2 separate regions of the Canis lupus genome follow, and region 2 is linked to region 1. Evidence: chromatin contacts called from public Hi-C data. All regions are on one chromosome and are shown on one strand. The core of a region is the stretch at or near the end of the contact, and the rest is flanking DNA. Distances in the headings are between cores, read along the strand shown.

Region 1 (4,431 bases), core at 330-2,829:
AGTGATTCACAGATACTTCCGCCTTGGAGTTTGCCTTGGTTTCCCCTCCTGCTGCTGCCTGTTTTGAGTGCATCTTCCAGGACCCTTGTACAGAGAGCGCCCACAGCTGTCTTTCACACGTTGACTCAAGTTTCTACTGGAAGGAGCGTCAGAGATCACCTGGCCCTACCTCTATATTTTTCAGATGAAGAGACAGGTCCAGGGAGGGAAGTACCTGGGGCCAAGGTCACACACCAGCTGAGGAGCACGACAGGGGACAGGGCCCAGGGTTCCTGATGCACCAGCCAGGCTTCTGTGTCAGTGTCCTGTGCCCCACCCTGCTTTAGAAGGTACAGTTGATTATTCCTCCAGCAGTTCAGGACCCACCAGGTGCCTGGATGTTGGCAGTTAGACCTGGTCACACATTCAGGGAACTTGCTGGTGACGGTGGTGGTGGTGGGGAGTGGAGAGGGAGAGGCAAGGAAACAGGAACAAATTGAATCACTAATCACCAGAAAGGTGCATCTCAGAGAAGGGCCCATCTCAAATTATTTCAGTTGTGACTTCTGTCTTCTCGACTCATCTACAGATTCCCTGAAGACAGTGGCATGTCTTCCACAATTCCTTTGCCCAGTGCTAGATGTCATTGGCCCTCAGATAGTTGCTGATGGAGTGGGTGCATTTTGCTGACCCAGCTTGCAGACTGCGGGTTTGGGTGTGTCCATCAGCTATATTATCTTAGACACTCCCTTCTAGCAACATCTTCGGGCCAGAGGAAGAGACCAAGCCCTGGTCCCATGGGGATGGTCAACATCCCCTTTATGCTTGTTTCTTCCTAGGGCTTAGATTTGTAGAGTGGTGTCCAGTTTGATCCACAGGGACAGTGACAGAGGCAAATCTCTCCACTCCCTGGATCACCGAAGTCCTGTTGCCTAGGGTTCACCACCTCTCCGGTGTCCCTGAACCCGTCCCATCCTGCTACTACCTTCAGTCAACCCAGCCTCCTCCCATCTTCATCTCCAGGGCCCCCTCCACACTCGGCACCAGCACTATCTTTCTAACATGAAAACCAGCCCTGGCCCTCACTGCCCTTGACATTGCCCTTGACCTACTGCAGCTTTACCTCCTGCCACCCCCTACCTCCCATCACTACCTCACTACTAAGCTGCTCCTTATTCCCCAAACCCACTACCCTCCTTAGGCCTCCTCACCTTTGTGAGATTATTCCTTCCTGCATAGTTATTTCTTTCTTGCTCTGGGAAACGCACTCATCCTTCAGGACTCAACCTGATGACCATTTTGGGGGGTCTCTGAATTCCTCAGTTACTCCTGGGCAGCCACGGCCCCTGGTACCGACCCTCCTCGCACCCCTGGGCCGTATTACATGGTACTTGACCTCATCAAATTGTGTGCCCCCAGCCGCGGGGACTGCTATCCCCTCAGCAACCCCAGTGTCGTGCCCAGGGTACTCGATACATTGTGGTAGAACGTATGAGTGAAGTGGGTGCCCCTTGTTCTGCTTTTAGATTTGAAGTCCTGACAGAGCCTCGTGGAGGCCAGTCCTGGCAGGCGCCGAGGATTTGAAGCTCTTAGAGCCCACATGGAGCCCAGCACCTCATGTCCGGCCGCCGTCCCCCTTGGTGAAGAGACCATTCCATGTTCTCGTGGGCGTCACTGGGAGTGTTGCAGCCCTGAAGTTGCCTCTTCTGGTGTCTCGGCTATTGGACATTCCTGGCGTGAGTATGCTGATTAGACAGCGTGGTGGTCTCTGATCGTGGAGAGCTGCCGCTCCAGGGGCCAGCCCGTTTTTATGCACTGCACGGGGGTTTTTTGTTAATGGTGGTGCGTGTGGAGGCCCTCCGTGTGCCTGGTGTGCAGGCGATGCAGGAGGCAGTCCAGTATGACCGGGAGCTAGGTGAGAGGGTGTGGATAGAGAATGAGGGGAGACTGGGAAAGAAACACCGCTGAAGGGAGGGTTTGGGTTCCCATGTGCTGACCCTGGTTCCCTGGGGTGCTGGTGTGGGAGGAGGAGCGTCCCCTTGCTGCCCCACCCCCATTTCACCTTGAACACTGTGGCTCTAGTCTCCCTCCTTGTTAGACACCTTGACTGTCCTGTCCGTTCAGATGCGCTGCAACCTCGGGTACCCCCTTGCCTGCAGCTCTGGTTTCAAACTGCTCCTTCAGGTGTTCAGAGATGCCTGTGGGGCACCTCCATTTTGATCAGTTTGATATAGTTATATACGTTTTTATATATTGGGGTTCTGGGGCAGATTCTTCTTCGGGAAAAGTTCAAGGCCTTAAGCGGTGTGAAAGCCAGGAGGTACTGACCTCATTTCCTTGTCTGGTCTCTAAGGTCTGTTGAACTCCCATTGCCTGCATTCCACCTTAATGACCTTTGCTTTGGCCTGTTCCCTGCCAGGCTGTCACTGCCCTCCTGTTCCTCTGCTTCTCTAAGTTCTGCACAAAGACTTTACAAGAAAGCTTTCCTGGCCTGCCTCGGCCCATGTGGCTTTGCTCCTTTCATTTTAAAAACTCAAGTGATGAGGGGCACCTGGCTGGCACAGTGGGTAGAGCATGCAATTCTTGATCTCCGGGTTGTGACTTTGAGCCCCATACCGGGCATAGAATTTACTTAAAAATATATAAATAAAATACCCCAAAACAAAAACAAAAACAAACCCAAACCCCTCATTTGGTGTCTTAAAAACAAACCCAAACCCCTCATTTGGTGTCTTAAAAACCAGTAAAGTGGTAAAAACATATTTTGTTCAGAAAAACTATCACAATAAGGGAAAAGAGACCTCGATGGAGAACTGGGGTGATTCCAAATACAACAGGGAAGAGTAGGGGTTTCTAGTCAAGGAGCAAGTGAAGGGCAGTGGATGGAAAATTTCTAAGAGGAAATACCACAAGTCAGGAGGGTTCTGGCTCAACTGTCCTTCCAGGATTCTTGGTGCGGATAGGCCAAGGTGATCAGTCACCACCTGGGGGTTGTTGAGGGATGAGGAGCCTGATGTGATGTCAAGGCTGAACGGATAGCGAGGGTGGGGGCTACACCCACTGAACAGGAATCTTGCTCTTAAGGACCAGGCCTGAGGATGGGCCTAGTTAAAAAAGTGGCGCAGAGGAGCCTGACTAGAGTTTGGTCTGGGAGAGAATCTGGACCGAGATATGAGGGACCACAGGTCACGTTTGACATTGCCCACGTTGCTGCACAACTTGTGGGGTGCACTGCGCCTTCTGCGGTGGCACGGGTGCACGTTGCCAGGGCGTCCAGCAGGGGGCAGTGCTCGCTTGCAGGTGACCGTGTGGGGACTCCAGGCAGGGGTGAGAACTTTTTTTTTTTTCTTTATAACCCTTACTTTCCGCAAACTTCCCCCTGGGAAGTCACCCTCTCACTGTCCCCCTCATGCTGGGCAAGCGGTGAAGCAGGCAGCCAGGGATGGCAGCGAGTCCAGATGGGGGAAAGGAGGTGAGTCTTGTGGCTGCTGGGCACTGGAGCTGGTGGGCAGTACCACCAGTGGCCTGTCCCCTCTCCCGGAAAGGCCCAGCACTGTTGGTAGGAGTTGGTTAACTGGCCCCGGGAGCTGCAAGGAATTGTTGCAGCCGTGACAGCCTGTGCCCCTCTGGTGGGAGCCAGCCAGGCAGTTCCCTTTTCCCACACCCCCGGAGCAAGTGAGTTTCCGGCCTGAGGGCGCGCGGGGGCGCCTGGGGGCAGGGCATCCTATCCCAGGAAACAGATGGGCAGCCTTAGAGCTGGGGGAAATGGCAACTCCCCCGCGTCCTGCTGCCCTGCAGCCCGCCTTACAGCGCTGAGGGAAGGGTTGCCTGAAGCGGGGAGGCTCTCCAGCCCACCGCAGGCCCTGGCCCTCTGAGGGGGACAGGCCTCGCCTGGATCAGGAACTGGGCTCTCCCTCCCTGGCCGGCGTCAAGCTGAAAGGCTGGCAGCCAGAAGGTCACTGGCCTTGGAGGGCGGGCTCCCTGACTTAGCCTCCTGGAGCACAGCTCCTGGCACACAGACGCGCCTGGTGGTGTTTGTTTCCTGTCCTTCACCCATCCTGCCGTGTCCTTTGGGCCAGCCACGTGGTGGGGTTGCTGGGGTTGGTGAGACAGCCCATGGGGGAGGAGCTGTAGGAGCCAGAGCCCATCTGCTCATGTGGAGGGGCCCGCCGCCCACACCACACCTGCCAGCTCATCCTACAGGTACAACAGCTCTCCAAGAAGCCTGGATTTGCTTGGTGGGGGCCTTGTGAGGTGTTGGCAACCAAAGGGGGGTCCTTGCTTGGCCTGCTGCTGTGGCCTCCCCATGCTCCCTGATGGTACTGATCCCCCCCATTGCCCTCTTTCTGGGTCACCCCAGGAGCGGTCTTTGTCCCATGGAAGGTCCTTCTCAGCTCTTTGCCTACATTATGAATTTACATGCTCAGGGCTTTCCTGAACTCCCTAGGCAGC
Region 2 (4,203 bases), core at 36-2,535, 390 kb after region 1:
AGAGGTAACCTCCCCCTTCTCCAGTTCCCCACCGCGAAGAACATGCTTCCAGGAACCCCCTGGGCCACTTCTAACCGCTAGCTGGCCAAGCTACAGGGTGATTATTTCCTTGGGCGAGCCAAGAGCAAACACTGCAGCCCTCTAACACGGTTACTTCCTGGGGCTGGAATATCCACAGGAAGTCCTGTGGGGAAGAGCTCGGCCAAGACAGTCATTCCGAGCAAGGGATTAGTGCCCTGACGAATCTGCCGCAACCTCCGCAGGCGCCCTCCCCACCCCCCACCCCCCACCCCGGGGGCCGGCCTCGCTCACGGGCAGGTCGCTAACTCCGCTCTTCCCTACTGGGTTCTCGAGCCCAGGAGCCCAGATGTGAACCCAGATGTGAGCCCGTACGAGAAAGCCAGACAGACACAAAGGTGCACGCTCCGAGCGGCTGGCCCCTTTACTGGCATTGGGACGGCTCCTCTCCGCGCGCGAGGGCGCACAGCGCACTAACCCATGCCCGCCCTCGCCCCGCATCTGTGCAAACTCGAGCTCGAATTCTCCAGGGTCCGTGCGCCGCTTAACCCCGAACAAGAGCGAGTACTCGAATCAAAAGGGGTCGAGCAACGGGAAGGCGTCGGCGGGCGGCGCCCCGGGGAGGGACGGCGCTAGGCCTCCAGGTCGAAGTCGTCGCGCTCCTCGTTGTACTCCAGCACGTGGCGCCGGATCCGGGACGAGTCCACCCAGGTGACGAAGTCCTCCATGCTGCGCGTGACGAGGAAGGCGGGGTCGGTGACCACGTCGGGGCCCACGCGCACGTGGCCCTGCTCCACGAAGGCCACGGCGGCCTGGAGGTGCTGCGCCATGCGCAGCTTCAGCAGCACGGTGGGCAGGCGGCGGCGGCAGAAGGCCGAGGCGGTGACCGAGTCGCAGAGCGCGAGCGAGCCGCGCGTGGGCACCAGGCCGAGGGCGTACAGCTTGTCCAGCAGCGCGGCCGAGGCGCGCACGCGGAACGGGTCTCGCTCGGGGAGGTCGCGCAGACGCCGCGCCAGCTCGCGCACCGCCCGGCTCAGCTGGTTGTAGCGCGTGTAGTCCTCCCGCCGCTGCAGCCGGTACCGCCGCAGCACGCGCAGCTCGTGCAGGTTGTGGTCGGTGGCCTCCCAGTTCAGGAAGTCCACCTGCTTCAGCAGCTTCTGCTCGTGGAACTTCAGCTTCCGCACCATGATGGCGGCTCCCGGGGCCTCCAAAGCCGACGCCTCGACCGCGCCGCCGAGCGCCCGCGCGACTTCCGCCCAGGCCGGCCCAATGAGAGGACGGCCTCGGGCCACGCCCTCCGCCCCCATTGGTCAGGCCGGAGCCACGCCCCCGCCAGCCACGTCACTATCTCGCGTTGCTTCCCGCGTTGCCGGAAGTAGGGCCGAGGTGCTGGCGGTGGGGCGGCTGGCGCGGCCGCGGCCCGGGCAGGTGCTCTTCCTTTAGACCTTTTTCTTGTTGTTGTTTTAAACCTCCTCGTGGTGTTCAGTCACGAGGACTGTATCCCCAGTGCAGCAGTCGTTCAGTCCCACTCAGACTTATGCCTGTTAGAGTCTCCCAGGTGAGTCCGCTCCGGGAAGCTGAGGTCAGGCCGGGCGGAGACAGGTGCCGGCTGTGCTGGTTCGGCGGGCTGCGCGGCGCTCCCGGTGCTCTCGGTGCTCCCGGCGGTCGCGGTGCTCCCGGTGTCACGGTCCTCCGGTGCTCCCGGCGGTCGCAGTCCTCCCGGTGCTCTCGGTGGCCGCGATGCTCCCGGCGGTCGCGGTCCTCCCGGTGGCCTTGATGCTCCCGGCGGCCGCGGTCCTCCCGGTCCTCCCGGTGGCCTCGATGCTCCTGGCGGCCGCCGGTCCTCCCCGTGCTCGCGGTGGCTGCGATGCTCCCGGCGGTCGCGGTCCTCCCGGTGGCCGCGATGCTCCCGGTGGCCGCGATGCTCCCGGCGGCCGCGGTCCTCCCGGTCCTCCCGGTGGCTTCGATGCTCCCGGCGGCCGCGATGCTCCCGGTGCTCGCAGTCCTCCCGGTCGTCGCGATGCTCCCGATGCTCCCGGCGGTCGCGGTCCTCCCGGTGCTCCCGGTGGCCGCGGTGCTCCAGCTGCTGGGAGCTTCCCGGCGCCGCCCGGTCTAGGGGGGCCCGACGCTGGCGAGCCTGCAGGAACCCCGACTGCCCGGCCGCTTCCTCGCCCTCACAGAGGCCTCCCCGAAAGCTGTATTAGCAGATGTGCCAGGTGACTCATCGAACCTAGCAGGTCCGAGACACCTGGATTCAAGTACACACCCCGAGCTCACTCGAATTAGCCCGACCGGGTGGACTTCTGGTCACCCGGCACCGAGCTGAATACATTCAACGCTCTTCGGCTCCTTCGGTCTGTAAGTCACATACACGAAACCGGTCTGTTTGCCTGGGCCTTTGACGCCATCTAGCTTCCTCGCTGATCATTTTTAGTTTTGTACGGGAGTTTCATTGTCCTTTTAAGTACGATACTTACTATGTGGGAAATGATACATGTCAGTGTAAGTTATACATGTTAAGTTACAAAGTATAATGAGGATACTTAGGAACCCAACAGCCAGCTTAAGAAAAATGTCACCAGGACCACTTCCATCGACCTACTCCGGCCACTTCTCCAGCCAGAGGTAATGGTATCTATGCACCTGGATTTTTGTGTTCATTTTCCCCTTTTGCTTAAAAAGAAAAAAAAAAAGTTTTATCATTGCACATGCATCTCTAAATATGTTGAGAACCTTCTTATTTCAAAGTGGAGCCAGTAGACCGGCACAGAGCTTTTTGGAAATGCAGTATTTTAGGCCGATTCCTGACCCACAGAATGACAGCCACTGCTTAACAAGATTCCCCAGGTAATTTGTATACACGTATACATGCCAATTTTGCAGATATGGTTAAATTAAAGATTTTGAAATGGCGAGAATACGGACACCTGAGTGGGTTCAGCGGTTTAGCGCCGCCTTCAGCGCAGGGCATGATCCTGGAGACCCCGGATCGAGTCCCACATTGGACTCCCTGCATGGAGCCTGCTTCTCCCTCTGCCTGTGTCTCTGCCTCTCTGTGTGTGTCTCTCGAATAAATAAATAAAATATTTGTAAAAAAAGAAATGGTGAGAATATGCTCAGTTATCTGGGTGGGTCTCATGTTGTCGTCAGTGTCCTTATAAGTGAAAGAGGGAGGCAGAGGAATCAGAGGAGATAGATGATGAAAGCAGAAATCTGAATATGTGAGAGGGAGCTTTGAAGATGACGGGGAACCCAAAGCAGAGGAGTGTTGGCAGCCTCTAGTAGCTGGAAAAGGCAAGGAAACAAATTTTTCCTTAGAGCCTCCAGAACATAGTCTTGAGATCCAGTTTGGATTTCTGTAAAACAATAAACGCGTGTTGCTTTAAGCCACCCAAGTTTCTGGTAATTTGTTACAGCAGCAATAGAAAACTAATACAATTTCCTCTTTTTTCCTAATTGATTTGAAGGATGTTCTTTATGTATTATGGATATTAATCCTTAACCAGTTATATATAGAACAAATATCTTCTCCCAGCTTGCGCTGCATCCCCACCCTTCATAGTCCCCCCAGCCTCACTCCATCCTCAGCCTTTGCTCAGCATGTCTGCAGTAGGACTCTTGGTTAACTTCCTTCTCCCCAGACAATAAACAGTAAAAACTAAACCATATGTGTTAGCAAGTGATAAATGTTATGAAACAAAACTGAGCAGGATATAGGAGAGCTTAGGCTAATGAAGGGCTGTAGTTTTAAATAGGGCATGTCAGGGTAGGTTTTATTGAGAAGGTGATATTTTATAGGGATTTAGCCATGTAGATATCTAGGGAGAGAGTATTTCCGAAAGAGACACAGTCTACAAATGCCTTAAGACAGGAATGTGGGGCAGCCCAGGTGGCTCAGTGGTTTAGCGCTGCCGTCAGCCCAGGGCGTGATCCTGGAATCCCGGGATCCAGTCCCACGTCGGGCTCCCTGCATGGAGCCTGCTTCTTCCTCTGCCTGTGTCTCTGTCTCTCTCTGTGTCTCTCATGAATAAATAAATCTTAAAAAAAAAAAAAAAAAAAAAGACAGGAATGTGCCCAGCATATCAGAAGAGTAACAGAGCCGTCTTGGTTGGAGCAGTGGGCTAGGAGGGGAGGAAAGGGGGTTCTGATGACAGAAATTCATAGACCTTTGAGTAATTAAGGACT

What was found. A called contact is a pair of places that touch in the nucleus more often than the background predicts.
Region 2: a contact with region 1 is called in a Hi-C map of blood, with 9 times the contacts expected there. The contact joins the promoter of IMP3 here to the promoter of PPCDC in region 1. A contact is called at or near these places in 3 of 9 Hi-C or Micro-C datasets (amygdala and blood).

What each region holds. Positions count from the first base shown.
Region 1 is chr30:38,474,812-38,479,242 of UU_Cfam_GSD_1.0, forward strand. It overlaps PPCDC (phosphopantothenoylcysteine decarboxylase), which reads left to right and starts at 1,580. Exons shown (of 6, transcript XM_038581024.1): 1 at 1,580-1,609; 2 at 1,611-1,715. The coding sequence starts at 1,580.
Region 2 is chr30:38,869,959-38,874,161 of UU_Cfam_GSD_1.0, forward strand. It overlaps IMP3 (U3 small nucleolar ribonucleoprotein protein IMP3), which reads right to left and starts at 1,286. Exons shown (of 1, transcript XM_038581045.1): 1 at 418-1,286. The coding sequence starts at 1,205. The coding sequence ends at 651.